Regions from separate parts of the Sus scrofa genome. Here region 2 is linked to region 1. Evidence: chromatin contacts called from public Hi-C data. All regions are on one chromosome and are shown on one strand. The core of a region is the stretch at or near the end of the contact, and the rest is flanking DNA. Distances in the headings are between cores, read along the strand shown. Region 1 has its middle 230 kb from the start of ETAA1. Region 2 has its middle 130 kb from the start of ETAA1.

Region 1 (3,285 bases), core at 374-2,873:
CTTAACGGTCCAGCTGCAGGAATGTTTGCTTATGTCTATACCTGTGGAACTACAGCCACAGTAAGATACAGAACAATCCCAGCACATCCCAAGGGCTCTCTCAGGCCCTGTCCAGGCATTACCTCCCTCACCATTATGATAACATCTATCACCGCAGATTAGTTTTGCCTATTTTTGAACAAAATATAAGATAAATCACCTAGTGTGCATTTTTGTGTGTGTGTGTGTCTGGGAAGTATTGCTATGTAATATTCCATGGAATGACTATCTCACAATTTATCTTACAAATGATGAGCCTTTAGGATGGAGTTGATATGAATCAAGCTGCTGTGAACATCCTTGTACAAGCCTTTTGGTTGACACATATGCCCATCTAGGTTAGATACACACCCAGGGACAGAACTGCTGGGTCTTAGGATTTATATATTTAATACACACCATCAAACAGTTTTCCAAAGTGGTTGTACCAATTAATGCTCTGACTGAAGATGCATGAGAATTTTAATTTTCTCTCATTGGTTTTATCAGCCATTTTAATTTTAGCTGTTCTGGTGGGAGTATGGTGGCTGGGGGTCTCTTTGTGGTTTTTTGTGAAGGAGTGGGAGGGGTTGTTCCTGATGGTGCTTATCCGATTGTGTTGTTGATTATACAGTTTGGTTTTAAAAGTTTGATGTTCAGGCGTCCTCATTTTCATTCCCTTTTTCCAATACCACATTATTATTATTATTATTTTTCCCCTTGCAATACCCTCAAGAGCAGTATAAAAGCCAAGCAGGCTGATATGACCTCATCAGTTCACTGTCTTTCAGGAATGTGAGATTTCATTTCTTATAGGGTGACCCTATCCAAGATATAAAGGAAAATAGAAAACAGGGCTTAGAACTTGAAAGAGAAAATTTGGGTTAGGCTCTGGCTTAATGCAGTTTCCACTCTTGGAGCCAAAAGCCCTTCTAGTCAATGCACAAAGGGCGTTGCTGGAGCGGGGACAGTTGGTTTCATTACATGCTCATTGTACCACTGCATCAGGGTGTCTAGGACTTTGCCCCAACGATGAAATTAAGGGTGTTATGCTTCATTTCCTGTTTTGGAAAACAGTCTTTGGCTTAAAAAAAAAAAAGGCTAATTGCATATTGTTTTTAAAAAATGCTTTGATAATTCATCACATCATAATTAAACTAATTCGAATACTATTATTTTCCAGCAGCTTTAATGACGTCTTCCCCTTGGCAGAGAACCCGTGAGACCCCCAAATATTGCCATTTGTTACAAGATGGAGAAACTCTGATGACAAATGACTCTATTCAGCTGCATTTCGCTTAATAAGATTTATGCATTAATTGAGTTAGACTTTGTTCCCTTGAGTTCGGCAGACTTCTGAAGTTTTCCGATTTTCTACTGTGTCTCTCCTGCTCCCCACCCCCCTCTTCTCCGCGGAGAATTCTCGGCGTCTGAGTTAGAATAGGTGGAAACATTCTCCGCTTCCAGCGGAGGCTCCCCAGCTTGGTTGGAATGCTTGTCTGGTTGTAATAGAGCCTGCTTTTCGGCCAGCAACTCTTAAAATAGCTCCCTGGCTTATGAAGCAGAAAATAGAAGTTTGGGCAGACCCGTGTTGCCTTTCAGGATGTTTCTGACTGCTTGCTTTGGGGGGCACTGTTGCTCCAGCTTGAGAACCTCAGCGTGGCCCCCGTGAGTGATAGCTCTCCATTGCACAATTTTGTATCTACAGTCCTTGTCAAGTAATCATTACGAATGTTTCGTGAGGAAGGAGTTGGCTCGGAGCAGAGGTCTGGCCTCTCTCTCGGCAGAAGTGAGGGGCTGAAGGGAGGGCATTGGTCTGCCCGCGCCCCGTGGTAAAATTTTCCCCTTTGACAGTGTAATTAAGTGCTAATTAACCAAATGAGTGTAAATGTTGAAGGCTGAGATAAATATCTACATGTCCTTAATCTATTTTTCCCTTCGAAAATTTGATAAAGGAAATTTGGATTTAATGGGGGATATATGTCAAATTTTTTTTCTTTCTTTCTCTCTCTTTTTTTTTTTTTTTTTTTTTTTTAAGGTTGCAAATCTGTTTAGAGGGAACTCAGATCTACTGGTTTGGATTTCTCCAGGAAAAGTTCCCAAGGTATCAAGAGAGAAGCGGGACCATAAAATGCGGATACACTATTGCAATAATTATGTTAAGAAGGCTTAGTGGAGCTACCTTTTGGAAACATCTGGTTTGTTTCTTCTCTTTCCACATCCTGCAGATGCTGCGGAGGCCATGAAACATACCAACATTAGCTCACCAAGTCTTTCTGCTGAAGAAAGCAGAGAGTAGCCTCTTAACTTTTGAAAAAATCTAGTTAGGAAAGAATTCTGCTTTCAGAGCAGGCAGAGATTAGGCCAATAATTGAGAGGGGCCCAGGGCCTTCTAAAAGTGTCAATAGTGATCTGTTTTTGCCAAAGGGAGGCTTTGTGGAGGGGCGGCCAGAGTAATAAATGGGAATCTTTGTAATTCAAGTACGTTCTCATTACCTTCCTTGGTTAGTGATTAAAAATGGGGCTGAGGAAGGGCTGGGGAATCCACTCCCTCTGCCAGCCCGCCTTGGAGCGAAAGGTTCTTAAGCCCATGCCACTTGGCTTCTCCTCCTGGCCTCTGGAGTTCCATGTGAAACTCAGTGGCAGGTAGACTGCTCGAGTGGCCAAGGCAGGCGCCCTGGGAAGGGGGATGCATAATTGAGGGACCATCTGTGGCATGGGGCTGATGACAGCTGCGTGATGTCCTGACACTGCTGTGTCAACACCCTGGGCAGGCAGGAAAAGACAGGGGCAGGCACATGTATGCTGAGCCTCTGGGAGAACAGACGCAGGCATCCCTGAGGGGGAGGGCCTGGGGAGTTTTGAGTTTATTAAATAGGAGTTGGTTGCCTATGAGATTAACACCCTGAAATAAATGCAAAGTTAAGAAATATTTTGGCCTCCAGCCCACTTGGCAGGAGGATTAGGAACCTGGAATGGTCAGAAGGACAAAGCCTTAAAGGGCCAATGTCACATTTTGTTTCTGGCCAGCTGTGATCTCTAAATTTCCCTATCATTTACATCACTCTTTTGGGTTACGGCATCACGTGATGTGTTCAGAAGACCCACCCACCCCATTAAAATGTGTAACAGATGTTTTTCCAGCCACCAGCCTGGCAGACAAGAAGGATGCATTCATCTAAACCCATCTATGAGAACCTAGTATTTCTCAGGTTCGACTCTGAATTGTTGAACTCCAGGTACTGACATCCAGTCCTATTTGCCCTG
Region 2 (3,285 bases), core at 565-3,064, 350 kb after region 1:
TATTTCTGTTTCATAGATAAGATGTTTCGTTCATTTGTGTCATGTTTTAGATTCCATATATAAGTGATATTATATGGTATTTGTTTTTTTTGCTCTGACTTACTTCACTTAGTATAACAAAATACACTACATTAATAAATAGCTTATACTCTAGTGAAGAACCCGGCACTTAGCAAGTGCTCAATAAATGATTGTGAATAAATGTTAGCAAGTCAATCCATCATTATCGACTTCTTACTGCCTATTGCAGGTAGGAGTTTGCATAATATGAAAAAGGCATATTAGCTAACTTTTAAAGACGTAGTTGAGATAATAAAGGCAGCTTTATATATGGATTGGTTGTAACTGAGAGGTAGAAAGGTTAGTTGATTTAATCCATGGCCGTGAATCTGCGGATTTCTTTGACCAGAACCCAGTACTAAACACTACTTTTTAAATGATGTTTTGGAGGTAGAACTTTGGTTTAAGAGTCCGAAGCCTCGGGTTCTAACGACTTAGGCTCTGTCACTTAGGAGGTATCTTTAGGCAACTCACCTCACATCTCTAAACATCAGTTTTCTTACAGCATTAAATGAATCTCCAGCCTTCCTGCCTAATGTCAGTTTCTGAGGATCAATTTCCATGATGTGTATTAAAGCTTAGTCAAAGCTTAGGGTAACCCTATATCCTGATGTCTCCAAACCAGTTGAAATATTTAAATATTTTTATATAGTGAACATAACTCCAAGCCTTTATATTTTTAAATATATTTTAAAAATATACCTTTATATTTTTTAAAAAAAAAACCTTCAAAATAATCATCTAGGAACTTCAGAAGTGCAAAAATCATTCCATCAAATTTTGCTTTCTCTCTATTCTTGACAAAACTTCTGCATCAATACCTGTTCCATGGCACCCATACATGGCCTGAGTGTTTCTCAATGATCAAAAATAAACATGTTTTCTTGGGTTTGGTAAATATATAACACAGTGTCTGTGGAGGCAGAATCTGTACCAAGGGTGTCATCATTTCTTGGGAAAAGAAGATGAAGAAGGGAGTTGAACAAGAATGGAAAAAAGAAGAGGATTCCCCTATGGTGTCTCAGTGGTAATGAACCCAACTAGTAACCAGGAGGATGCAGGTTTGATCCCCAGCCTCACTCAGTGGGTTTAGTATCCTGAGTTGTTGTGGCTGTGGCCTAGGCTGGCAGCTAACTCTGATTCCATCCCTAGCCCGGGAACTTTCATATGCCGCAAGTGTGGCCCTAAAAAGAAAAAAAAAAAAAAAAAAGGAGAGAAAAAAGAACAAGCACCTCATCATCAAATGTGGAGGTCCTGGAAGTAGGACTCATGAAATTTGGCAGTTTTGAATAAAACTCAAAAGCCGGGTATGGCAAATATGAATGCTAAAACCGCACATGCTCTGATGACCTTCTTTTTGTGGGGTGGAAGAGGGGAAATGACTCACCTGCCATAAAGATCCCTAAAGGCCAACAGCACTGGCATGACAGCTCCTGCTTTGTAATATTACACGCAGTTTCCAGTCAGGGAAGTGCCAGGCCAGGCTGAGGAGCAGCATTCCAGTGGGTGGGTCTAATGTCAGGGAGGTGGATTCCATCCCATTTCCAGCTGCACCAAACGCTGATTTTGGCTACAATTCCTGGGCTATAATTTTATAAACAGTCTTTTCTTTCCAGACTTCTAATGTGAATTCAGACCTCAGCACAGATTCCATCTCACATCTTTATTTTGTGTCATCACATTCTAATCCGATGACAAACAGTTGGTCTGAGATTTCAGTGTATTACTATATTAGTGCAATTTATGTCCTGTGTGGAAGTCGATGATGTGTAAAGACTGCATTGTGGACGCGCCTGGATTCTAATCCAGCACCTAAAAGGAGAGTGTTGCTTTAGTCGATCACAATGGCACTTTGTTATGAAATCCAATGGTTAGTTTGCGGTGCTGCCTTATAGTAGATGTTGCCAGCAATATTAATTACATTTCTCTAAATGGCCAATGCGCTGCAATTCACCTTTGAACACTCATCATTACCATTTAGCACCGAATGGTGTCATGTCTGCTTAATATTGTATAAAGAAATATTTTAAAAATTACACTCTATCTTAAACAGGCAAGATATGCAGAATGGAGTGGGTCCAGCCCAGCCAAGTAGACAGTGGCTTGGTTCTCCCTGCTTCGTGAGAGAGGTAGTACTGGCTGGGGAACCCATCAGCCAAGTGCATTCTCATGCCAAGTCTCCTCCAGTTGTTTTATTAAAAGATGTTTCCACAACTGGAAAGCAGTGCGGTCTCCTAGCCCATGCCCAAAGAAGTAGTCCTGAAATAGATGAACTCAAGAAGAATAGCGAGTAAATTCATTTCCATTTTCACAAGCCCGAGTCTGCTCATTGTCAGAGAGGACAAATCATGCAAAGAATAGTGCCAAATTACCCATGGTTTAAGGACAAGGCCAAAGAAAAGACAATTCATCTCTCAAGTTGTTATACTTGGGATGAAGTCTGGATAGAGGTGCTTTGGACCTAGAGCAGGGCATCAAGAAGAGGACTTCATGCCTCCTGAACCAGTCTCACTCCTTTCCTCTTGGCTTGGCATGTCCATGTAAAGAGATGCTCTTCCCTGAGCAGCTTCCTAGTTCCCCTGCCATACTCCATGGGTTTTGTCATGTCTCCCTGTGGCTGCTGGCCTTTTTAATCCTTGCTGAGATAAAGGAGATCAAATTATGTCATGTGGTATTCCCTGAAGCAAATTCTTGGTGAACTCAACTATTTGCATGGTAGTCTCTTGTGGGTTTTAGAGACCATCAGCTATTTTTCAAGCCATGTTCCCTTTGGAGGTGAGTATCTGGGGCAGAGGAGGGACTATTTACTCACTTTGTTGGACTATTTGAAGAAGATTTTAAAAGGAAGAGGAGGGATGATTAGGCTTTTAGTCCGAATTTTTAATAGGCAGATGCTGACTTACTGGGCTATTCCTTTAAGTCAGTGGAATATCATCAGAAGTATGGAATAATAGTTTGTGAAGCAGGAAGAATGGGAAGAGAGAGAAAATCAGTTTTGTAGATCAGCTTTACAAAAGCAACCCTTTGCTGCTCTATGGAAAAGGCATCAAAGAGGGCCAGAGAGAATACAAGTAGGAGGCCACTGAGTGATCCAGAGGGGTGCTGATGGTGGCTTAGCCCATAGGAAGCCCTCTGTGCATCATAGTTGTTGTTGTTACTGCTGTTCCATACAGCTTGCATCAGTAGGAAAGTATAAACTTCTTTTGGATTTGTGTGGCTTCTTTG

The links. Hi-C and Micro-C count contacts between places; a contact is called where the count stands out from the background.
Region 2: a contact with region 1 is called in a Hi-C map of embryonic fibroblasts, with 3 times the contacts expected there. The contact joins two enhancer-like sites. A contact is called at or near these places in 1 of 47 Hi-C or Micro-C datasets (embryonic fibroblasts) and 1 of 2 datasets of contacts at active chromatin or transcription factors (skeletal muscle).

The regions. Positions count from the first base shown.
Region 1 is chr3:74,509,013-74,512,297 of Sscrofa11.1, forward strand. No RefSeq gene overlaps it. Among named protein-coding and RNA genes, the nearest start is that of ETAA1, 230 kb to the right of the region's middle. Within about 2 kb of position 1,624, at least 26 of the 83 cell types and tissues checked have an H3K27ac peak or open chromatin away from gene starts, as enhancers often do. A contact at or near this core is called in embryonic fibroblasts and skeletal muscle, where this site is marked.
Region 2 is chr3:74,862,102-74,865,386 of Sscrofa11.1, forward strand. No RefSeq gene overlaps it. Among named protein-coding and RNA genes, the nearest start is that of ETAA1, 130 kb to the left of the region's middle. Within about 2 kb of position 1,815, at least 9 of the 83 cell types and tissues checked have an H3K27ac peak or open chromatin away from gene starts, as enhancers often do. A contact at or near this core is called in embryonic fibroblasts and skeletal muscle, where this site is marked.